2 separate regions of the Lactuca sativa genome follow, and region 2 is linked to region 1. The links are chromatin contacts, called in public Hi-C maps. All regions are on one chromosome and are shown on one strand. The core of a region is the stretch at or near the end of the contact, and the rest is flanking DNA. Distances in the headings are between cores, read along the strand shown.

The links. Hi-C and Micro-C count contacts between places; a contact is called where the count stands out from the background.
Region 2: a contact with region 1 is called in a Hi-C map of leaf, with 4 times the contacts expected there. The contact joins the promoter of LOC111897383 here to the promoter of LOC111883579 in region 1. A contact is called at or near these places in 2 of 4 Hi-C or Micro-C datasets (leaf and seed).

The regions. Positions count from the first base shown.
Region 1 is chr5:7,353,418-7,359,427 of Lsat_Salinas_v11, forward strand. It overlaps LOC111883579 (reactive Intermediate Deaminase A, chloroplastic), which reads left to right and starts at 4,318. Exons shown (of 6, transcript XM_023879906.2): 1 at 4,318-4,616; 2 at 4,901-5,016; 3 at 5,128-5,172; 4 at 5,244-5,317; 5 at 5,399-5,448; 6 at 5,579-5,760. The coding sequence starts at 4,418. The coding sequence ends at 5,673.
Region 2 is chr5:7,786,626-7,792,013 of Lsat_Salinas_v11, forward strand. LOC111897383 (protein FAR1-RELATED SEQUENCE 9-like) reads right to left here and starts at 3,704. Exons shown (of 1, transcript XM_023893337.1): 1 at 3,147-3,704. The coding sequence starts at 3,704. The coding sequence ends at 3,147. LOC111897384 (protein FAR1-RELATED SEQUENCE 8-like) reads right to left here and starts at 5,034. Exons shown (of 1, transcript XM_023893338.1): 1 at 4,078-5,034. The coding sequence starts at 5,034. The coding sequence ends at 4,078.

The sequences.
Region 1 (6,010 bases), core at 3,068-5,567:
GCGTACTCTCTTGTACGCCCCGCGTACTCGTTCACCACCTTTTCTCAATAAAGGGCTAAAATGGACAAGTGCTCAAAGATCAAGGGTTACAAGATATACCTGGACCTGGGATGTTACGTGTGTGTGTATATATATATATATATATATATATATATATATATATATATATATATATATATATAGGGCTAGGTTATAATGTGGATTGACAACTATTGTGCGGACGTGTGGACATTGCTATTTTATGAGAATTACTAAAAGAATACGACTCAATTATTGTCATTTCCATACATTCTTAATAATTTTTATTCATTTTTGTTCTCACACATCGTTTTTCACTCATTTTCATTCTTATAGAATACGACTCAATTAATATCCTGACAACATTCTAATAGAATGAGAATAATAATAAAACTTCTATAATAACCTTATATACGATTTAATTAGTGAGAATGCGTGATAATGACAATAGTTATGTAAGATTAACGTATTTACATTATTAAGCAACATATTTTCTTTTGTCATTCTTACAGAATAGCACTGTCCATACGTCCGCATAATAGATGTCAATCCACATTTGAACCTAGCTATCTCTCTCTCTCTCTCTCTCTCTCTCTCTATATATATATATATATATATATATATATATATATATATATATATATATATATATATGCTTCAGCGCACTAGTTTTTACGTTTTATGGACGATTCGGTTGATTTTTCCTATTTATCTTAATACAAAACTTACATTTTTTTATCACATATTTATTTGTATTGCATATTAAGTCTATTATATTTGAAGTTGGTCACTTTTCGTAAATAACGATCGGTGCCAAAAGTCGCAATTGCTACAACTATGCACGTCGTAAAATACGAATTTGAGATAATTACTTATTAGCCTAAGTAATCAAAACAAACCTCTACAAATACAATGTCATATCTGACATCACAGTTACCAATAAACCAATATACATTGTCATTTGCTCAAATTTCCATTTCAGGTTATAAATGCAATGCAGTAGATATCACTATACTTTCAATTTACAGTTTTTTTTTCTTTTTCTTTACAATTTCTTTTGATTTTTTTTACCAAAAAACAATCACTAAATAACAATGTATTTTTCCATATTTAGGTGGTATATGTATTTCATAGCAATGCACTTTGACCTTACATCATTTTGTTTATGTTTATTTCAATCTATTAAATTTTTTTTATCAAAAACCAAAATACATTGGGCATGTTCGACAAAATTAGCTGGTAGCGGGTAGCTTGTAGTGGGTAACGGGTAGCTTGTAGCATTTTGTTAAACGTTATTCGACATTGGGCATTTGGATTTGAAGCATTTTGTTTAAAGTAAACGCTAGAAGCTTGTAGTGCCGAACGATGCTTTCTATTCAAAATAGAGTGTTTTGTCAAACGCTAGAAGCTAGAAGCTCTCAAACGCTCCCAAACGTTCCGTGCCGAACACGCCCATTGTATTTGTTGCATTTTTCGTACTTAGCCAGTAAGTGCAATAAACATCAATTTAGTTTTACTTTAGAACTTTTTTTCCTGTTTTTTTTTTCAATTTCTTATTTTTGTTTTTTTAACAAAAAAAAAACACTAAATAGCAATGTCCTTCGATTTTACACCTTTTGTTTTTTGTTTTATGCATTTTGTTTGATTTGTTTTACCAAAAACCAAAGCACATTGCTATTTGTTGCATATTTTCGTATTTAGGTGGTATATATACTAAATAGCAATGTATTTTGAGCTTAAATCTTTTTGTTTATGTATTTTTGCAATGTATTTAATTTTTTTACCAAAAACCAAAAGACATTGTATTCGTTGCATTTTTCCATAGTTACCTAGTAAATGCAATAAATAGCAATGCACTTTTATTTTACATTTTTTCTCTGTTTTCCAATTTCTTTTCATTTCTTTACAAAAAAACTAATTACATTTGCATTAGGTTCATTTTGCAATTTTGTTGGAAACATCTCATACGAAACTTCAAGAAGGCTTCACCATGAAAGACAACTCTCACAATACTGTCTCCACACAACCAGAGTATCCGAATTACAAAATCCTAAAAACCATCATTGAAGATGCGAAAATCGAAAACCTCTCCATGGAAGACAACATCTCCTTCATCCTTGCATCAATCCATAAAATGATTACGTTACATTTACGTTCTACCTACATCTTTGTCCACTAAAACCATGTTCAACTTTTAATGAATGTAACGACCTCCACATCAATGCATAAATTAATAAAATATTTGTATTAACATTCCTTTGCAAACACTCAATGACTTCCAACCCTCGCAAAGCGGTGGAATCTTCGCTAGTTATATATTATAATTGTCTTTTATCTAGTTTTTGTCAACTGAATTATAACCTTCCGAACATAAACGTTGAGTAGTCGATTTAAATTACTGGTTAATTTATATAACTATAGATTCAAACTTAACAATATAAACCCACCTGATAATTGATATGGATCAAAAGATCTACGACCTGTGTATTATTCTCTTCCCAAACGACATAGAAAGTTCAACTCAATGAATATTGTTGCAAGTTGATTTTTTGGTTCTCTACTTTATTGCATTAAATTATATAACTAAAAAAAATATAAGGGGCACTACATGCATTGAGGGTAGAAAATATATAAAACCAAATAAACAAAACTTCAGAAATATATAGACAATAGTGAGCACATGTAAGAATTCCCTATTATGCATCTTGTCTAATATTGATATCAGAAATATGTACTTTTTGATAGTAGTATTAGTATAATTACATGCCAAGAATCCAATTCTATAAACTAAATATTCAAGCCCATGTGCAACCAAAGTACCAAACTCAAGGGAACCTATATAATTAACTAGCTGCACACAACTTTTACAATTAAAAGAGGCTGATAGTGACAATACCCCTATACAGTTTAATTAGTATCTAATACTATTTTAATTTAGTCCACAAATTTGTTCTCTTGAAACCAATCTAAACGACTCTTAAACTAGTGGAATCTTATAAAAAACTATTCTAAGCTCCCCACCATTTTAGTGATATGGAATAGTGGCCACTTTTCACACACCAAATCATTTTCTGTGATAAATGATATTACTTGGTTTGATTACAATTTTGTTTTTATAACTATTATAATGTCATATTTATGATTTATTTAATTTGTTAGACTAATTGTAATTTTTCTTGGTAACGTAAATATTAAACAATTAGTGTAATGTTCTTTCAAAAAGTACAGTCTTGGTCTCACCATTTTCGTAATTTACAAATAGGCAACTTAACCTTAAAGTATTAATAAAAAATATCGTTGGATGTCTTACAAAGTAAAATGCAAAAATTAACGGAAGGTTGCCGTTGCTATAGTATATGATTATACCAAATTAAAATGTTACCCTCGTGTCACATGGAGAAAATTTGAAGAACATAAACACTATTCCATATTATTACACCGTGCTTAAATTAAGAAGCAAACCAATGTGCTACTCTTTTGTTTCAAATATACTGTTACTTACATTGACTTACTATGATACTATCCCTATTCACTCGGTATTGATCGATTGCTTTCAAAATAAACTAATTACTTGCAATTTAAAGTTCAATATCAATCATTTTAATGGAAAACAACTACATATTCAACATCTAATAGTAATTAAATTTTGTTGTGTGTTCATTTCAAGGCAATTGCTTCACATAGATAGGACATTAGTATATAATAGTCATAAGATATATTGTGTTAATATGTAAAAGAGAAGTATGACTAGATTTGACAACATGATTTTGATATGAAACCAAACATTTCACTAATCCAAATGATTTCTCATCGTAATTCATCATCGTCATCAATTGCTTCGAGGCCATTGATTCCACGATTGATTAAAATTCGTTCAGTAATGTTGTTGGTATATTATAAATTATCTGTCCATTACTTTGTATTCTGCCATTTATACTTTATTTTATAAATTATAAATGTACGACAAAGATAATGCATGTTAATCAAAAAAGTTGTATGTCAACCTTTTGTTAAAACTTATGGATAGCAGATATTTTTAGGAAGAAAAAAAAACTATATGTCGTTTTCTTTTAAACTCAACCCTTTCATATACATAAATACCACATCTGTCATGTGGAGCCCTCGTGGTTTTTTCCATTTATTTGCTCGAAATAAATATAATATGTGGACACCAAACGTAACGTCAATAGCAAATACATATTATCCACATGACAAATTTGTTTTCAAACTATATAAAACAGATTTTTATTCTTTGAAATTTTGTGACATTTTGGGCCAAAACCACCATAAGCCCAAACTACAAGCAGACTACTTTTTGTAGCTCTCTCGATGTCATTGTTGAGTGCTGAGTGCTGACCATTTTAGACTTTTATCACTGAGCGGCGGCGATAAGAAAAAAATGGCGTCCTCCGTTTCCGCCTTGGCGATTTCGTTAAATGATCCGGCGATTGGTATGGGCGGACTCCGCCACCGTATTCCAGTTTCTCCTGGCTTAAGATGCAGCTCATCTGTGGGCTCAACCATTCGGAGATCGTCTATACCGTGTTACTCCCGCCGATCTAAGCCCTTTGCTTGCTTGGCCGTTTCTACTGACGCTAGTGAGTAATGTTTGATATCTGATTGATTGAAATATTCTATTTCTTTTGTTTATCAATGCATTTGAGTCATTGAGAAATATTGAAGTAGTTTTCCAGTTAGAAAAATTTAGGTAGTTTTCCATTGAGAAAAGGAACTACGCTTTGATATTGGACTTCAAACTGTCACTTTTTCGAGTTCAAGGGTGAATTAAAGTGTTTGTTGAATTAAACTGTCACTTTTTCAAGGCAAGGATTGAAGAATGGGTATTGACTATTGAGTAAACATCTTGGATATTTGGATGCAGGTATAAAGGAGGCTGTTAAAACAGACAAGGCTCCAGCAGCTTTGGGTCCCTATTCCCAAGCTATAAAGGCCAATAATACAGTATTTGTATCCGGTGTCCTTGGTCTTATTCCCGAGGTTCACATTCTTTTTCACTATTTGCAATTTGCAAATGCTTTCTTAATCTCTCTCTTTTAACTGTTTAATCCATTCCGGTGTATTCATAATTATGTTTTGGTACTTGTGTAGAGTGGAAAGTTTGTCTCAGACACCGTGGAAGAACAAACAGAGCAGGTAATTTATCCATTTGCATAATGCATAGACTATAGAGATGTAAATATAATTCAGATCAACCCATTTTTTAGGTTCTCAAGAATATGGGAGAGATATTGAAAGCAAGTGGCGCCAACTATTCCTCCGTGGTTAAAACCACAATCATGTAAGTAAACATGCTTTTATCCATCATCATCTTTAAGGGGATGTGTATAAGACTAATTTTTGATGTTTACTTTGGTGGCAGGTTGGCAGATCTGAAAGACTTCAAGAAGGTGAACGAGATCTATGCTAAATGTGAGCTCACTATACATACATCTTAACATTAAAGATTGTTTATTAATATTATTTTCTAGTGATTAAAACATTATACTTTTTTGACTGTTTTAAAAAAAAAAAAAAAAAATTGTTATATGGTATTTTTCAGATTTCCCTGCACCAGCACCTGCACGTTCGACTTATCAGGTGGCAGCATTGCCATTAGATGCAAGGATTGAGATTGAATGTATAGCAGTGGTTTAGTTTCTTTCATGAAATCCCTTTAGAATCTATTGAACTTTGTCCAAACAATGGTTTATGTAATAAAATGGATTCAATTAACAAATAAAATATGTACACTTAATTTTAAGCTGACAAAAAAGGGACAAGTGATAAGGATAGGCTTTACGAGCATGTTAAAACAGGAAAATTTGGCAACCAATCTTTTTGTCCATTTTTAGTTTATACAACTATATATGAGGGGAAAACTACGTAATCAAAATATTTATCGACTTTTTCTTTATAAAAGTTAGCAATTTTTTTATTGATATACCTTGGAGTTTACGATAAAGCACGAATGATTGTCTACCTAATAGCAACT
Region 2 (5,388 bases), core at 2,454-4,953, 430 kb after region 1:
TAAAAAATAGACAATAAATATGAGACGGAGAAAGTATTATTTATGACTAGTACAATTTTATCAAACAGCTATTATTTATGAGTAATACATAGTAATCAGTTAAGTAAATCTAAATTGTGCCTCCAATCTCTTACGTATTTCTCTTCTTCCATTTGTCGTAATTGAGATCATTGCTTACTTAAAGCAATCCCATCATTCTTAGTCCATTCATCCATTGCTTCTTATAGAGAATGCATTCCCTTTTGTGAAGTCAACGATTCACGTGCATGAAGCAATCAAAATGGGCGACAAATTTAATTGGAGCGTGTAGTGGATTTTTTTTTTGGGTGGGGGTAGTGTTTTCAATACTATATCCTCTCTAAAACAATTGTAAAAGAAAGATAATTTTTTTGATAAGATTTTTTATGTTAAACCGTATTGTCAAAACTAACTTTAAGATACACATATTAGAGAAATTAAATTGATTTCTACATTTTATTTCTATAATTGTTCCTGCCTATTTAAATCAAAACATTTGTCACAATTTTTCCATGTCATCTAATTGTATTTGATATTCCAAAACTACCCTTAATGAAACAATAAAAAAAAGGAAAAAAATCATGTATCAACTATCAATCCCCAATTCTTGATTATGACTATCTTGTACAGGCCCTTCTTCATCTTCTTCTCGTCTGATGTTCCCCACCGGCTTTAGTCGACGTGTCCGCGCCGACTTCAATCGACATCTCCAGTCGGCAGCCAACCACCGACCGAAGACCATCGATACCTAACTAGCCACGCCACGACAAAACCATCGCCAACGGTCCCACATCTCTACCGAGAATCTGGCAAGTATCAGCTACAATCAGTTAGAAATTTTTGTGGCAATCGTCCGAATTTCTTTGTGTTTGAAGAAGTTTATTTGGGTTCATTTAGTAGCAAATTGCAGTAAGCTAACCTGAGTTTTTCCATTTCTGATATTTGCATAACCTGAGTTTTTCAGTAGCAATTTCCAAGAGCATTACTTGATTTTTCATAAGCAGATTCCAATTTTTTGAGAGAAATAGAGCACATGATTAACCATTTTTTTGTAAATTAGTCAAAATTTCCACCTGTATATGTTTACCAAAATCTACTATTACAAAATCAGGGATCATATTGTTGTGGGTGTGTGTAATTACACAAAATTGAACTTCACATTGATCTTTGTTTCATGGTTCCTCCTTTAGGTTTTTGAATCCCTTGGTAAATGGGGTAAACTGGTCAATTCGGATAAAGTTGGTTAGGAGTTAGAATGATGTTATAAGAAGTATTATAAATACGAATGGAGTTAGTTAGAATGAGTTACTTCAGCTTTGATTTAAGATAAAAGGCTTCATTTACGTGTGTTCCATTTTATCTTACTTTATGTAATTGATGCATTATCATTGTTTTAATGGGTTAAAGTTACTGCAGCTTCGATTGAATAAAGAAAGGATGATTATTGGGACAGAGTACATATGTGATCTAGTAGAAGAGGAGTATGCTCATTCAAGATCCTTGGCACTTGCTCAAGCTCAGGTGCTTAATGCCATGAAGAAATATCAATGGCAACCTAACAAGTAGTAGTAATAGATAAAGAGGCACCTGTAATGGCATCTTCAAGGCTTTTCTTATATTGCACTTTCAGAGCTTAATAGAGAGAACTTAATAGAGACGATATGTGGTTATATGAAAAATGTTCTATTCTTATCTTCTGAACATTGTAATAATCATTATTGAGATTGTTTGATATTTTACAATGTACTTATACGAGAATGGTTTAATATAGCAATGTAGTTTATTTTTGTAAACACTTTACATGAGTTGTATTTTTTGCATCTGGAATCAAATGTCCATTAATTTCATTTCTCGTTTAGGACACAAATGCCCTTGAATTGTTTTTTTTTTTTTTTTTTTTTTGTAAACCTAGACAAAAATGGCCAAAGCTTCCATTTTGTAAATCTGGACAAAAATGCCCTTGAGTTAGAATGCACATAACTCAGTCAACTGAAGTCGGATTTACTTGATATTTTTTCAGCATGTAGTTTAGAGTTTGTGCTTCATTTTAGACTCTACAAACACATATTTTGGTTACATATTGAATCAGATATAGGCCCAGGAAGACTGTGTATCAATGTTGTTTAATTTCTGTTTCAACACTTTTTTTTTGCAATCTGTCCCACTTTTAAAAATACACATAACCCAGTCATATGAAGTCGGATTTACTTGATTTTTTTTCCAGCATGTAATTTAGAGTTTGTACTTCATTTTAGACTATACAAACACATTTTTTGGTTATATATTGAATCAGATATAGGCTCGGGAAGACTACATATCAATGTTGTTCAATTTCTGTTTCAGCTCTTACTTTTTTTTTGTTCCATTTGTATGTACACAATATTAGGCAACCCCATAACATAATAAAAGGACCAAAATGCCCTCTACTCATATTCTTGTAGCATATTTTGATCCTTCACAGAATAAAATTACAATTATTCAATAAATGACAATTGTGTGTTTTATTTTGAAACCAAGAAATCCAATTCGTAACACTATCACAATGTCATTCGGTTCTTTCAAAATCATTAAATGCAAAATAAATGAAACTAAAATTTAATCTTTTTTCAAAAAACCTATATTATACTATTTCCACCTACTCATCGGTCTTTAACATTCAAATCGGTACATTAAGATCAAATTGGTAGTTCGGCTCAGCATTATAGGAATTTGCTCCATGCTCACGACTTGAATCTGGTTGATCTTGTTGTATGTTGTCCGTTTTTTCACGTACCTAAAAAACTCGGTTATTATAAACTATATTAACCAAATTAAGAAAAAAGTCTAGATACATAAAATATTACATTTTTCTTTGTTTTCTTCTTCATAACTTGTTATACTCTAGATTCCTTTCTCTTGGATGGTGGACGGCCTTTACCACGCACTTGCAAGGGTGGTAACAATTTCGTAGTCGAGTCTGAAACACGAACATCTTTAACTACCAAATTGATGTTACTACTACAACCCAAAACCGAATCATCATTTAACTTTTCTTTAGCCATATTTACACAATTTAGCAAGTATTCATACTTTTCGCGGGAATTAGCAATATGCGCAACCTCGTAAAAATTGGAACACAAGTGGTTAAATTATTTAGCGTTTTCACAACTCATTAAATCTTCATAACAATTTATCACTAAGTAGTGACCATGCTTCACATCTTTCCTCCATCGGGACAAAATATACCGTTGATGGATTTCTTTAACATCCTTCTCAATCAATATTTTCACCGCATGCCTACAAATAATTCCTCGAAACTCAAACAAATGACAAAAACATTGTATATCACATTCAATCTCATCACAACTAACAGTATGAACAACTCTTTTTTTAGAATCTCCATGTTTCCATTCCATAATATCCGTGACATGAAATACATAGCGTGTACCATCCACTTTGACCAATGAAGAATTGCAAAATAACATACCTCCTAACTCATCTTGAAACAACTTAAATATTGTATTTGTGTATGCTTCCTGAAACTGTCTCTCAAAATAAAACCCAGTTACTAATTTATAAGAACAATTGAGAGACTCAAAATCAGCCTTATTTTCTTTTTCAATCTTGCTTTTTAGTGCATTGTCATATTGCTCAACAAATTGTCGCAATGAGATTTTAGAATTAACATATGCATCAAAAAAAAGCATTAATGCTTTCACTTCTTTGTGTATTAGACATCCCTGCCCAAAAGTTTTCTTTCACATATATCGGCACCTAACACATTCGATCGTTAAATAAAGAACTTAACCACTCATTTTTTTTCAAGTGCCTACTTTTCAACCAACTTGCGCCACGCATCTTCAAACTCTTGAGTGTCCGTAGACTCATATACAAGGGTTTTTAGAGTCTTCTTTATTAATTTATATTGAGGCAACCTACTTAATTTTTCAGTAATCTTTTTCATAATATGCCAAAGACAAAGATGATGATGAGAATCAGGGAATACCTATGCCACAGCTCCTTGCATTGATCGACATTGATCTGTTATTATTGCTTTTGGTGCCTGTCCATTCGTGCATTCTAACCATGACTTGAATAACCATACATATGTTTCTGTATCCTCTCGTGAAAGCAACCACATCCAGATAAGATAGATTGTCCATGGTGATTTACTCCAACAAAAGGCGCAAACGGCATATTATATTTGTTAGTCAAATATGTGCTATCAAACGAAATAGCATCCTCGAATGACTCGTATGTTGCCCTTGACCTTGAATCCACCCAAAATATATTTCGCATACGACATTCATCATCTATATCAATCACATAGAAAAAATTTGAAGTCCTTTTTTGCATACAGACAAAATAATTACGAAGTGTCTTGGCATCCCCAAGCCCAAGTCTTAGATATCTTACTTTTGTGATGTAAGATCTACAATCTGTCTCGCCAAAAGGCAAATTTTCATACCCTTTCGCTTCAACAACTAACGAGTGAAAAAATTTATTTAATGGAATTCTAGCATAATCATTCAATTTAAGTCTTCTTTTAGCATATGAATCCATTTTCTTATGTGATCGTTGGAAACGAGATTTTTTGGGACTTAAAGCATGATTATGTTCGAGAAACATACTAGAGATAACACATCTTCCATCACTATATGCAATTACGCTAATTTGTGCTTTACAGTTTGTTTTAGAAGACTTTTTATATGGTTTGCTTGTTTTAGGCACATATACCCCTCCTTTAGCACATCCAAGCGAATAGTATGTTTTAGCACAAGAATCTTTTGTTCTTGTACTAGATTTTCGTATACCAAATCCAGTATGGAATGCATATGTTTTAAAGTAATTGTAAAGGTCTTCTTCTGAATCAAACTTCATTCCAACTTTAGGAATTTTTTGATCTTGAGGATTGATATTTGTATGTTCTTCAATTGAATTTGCAGCCTCTTCAACTGAAATTGCAGCCTTTTCTATTGAAATTGCATCCTTTTCTACTGAATTTATAGCCTCTTTAACTGAATTTGCAATCTCCATGATCAAATATCAAATATTTTGTTAACAATAAACCAAAGATTTTATCAATAATAAAGCAACATAACCTACTATAAGTTGTAATATTAATCAATAAATAAGAGTTATCTTATTAGAAATATAACTATACAGTTATATTATAAATGCAAATATGACTGACCAATTTCTATAATCACTATTCACTATTATTCTATTTTATCCGTCACCTATAACTGCCAACAGAAGTCTTAACAAAAGATAAAAATATTTAGAACCCACAAACAAAATCATATAGCTTCAAAAAGAAAAATGTAACAAGATCGAACTTTAAAACACCATTAGTGTGTGTAGCCTTCACATAATTAAAGCAAAATTTAT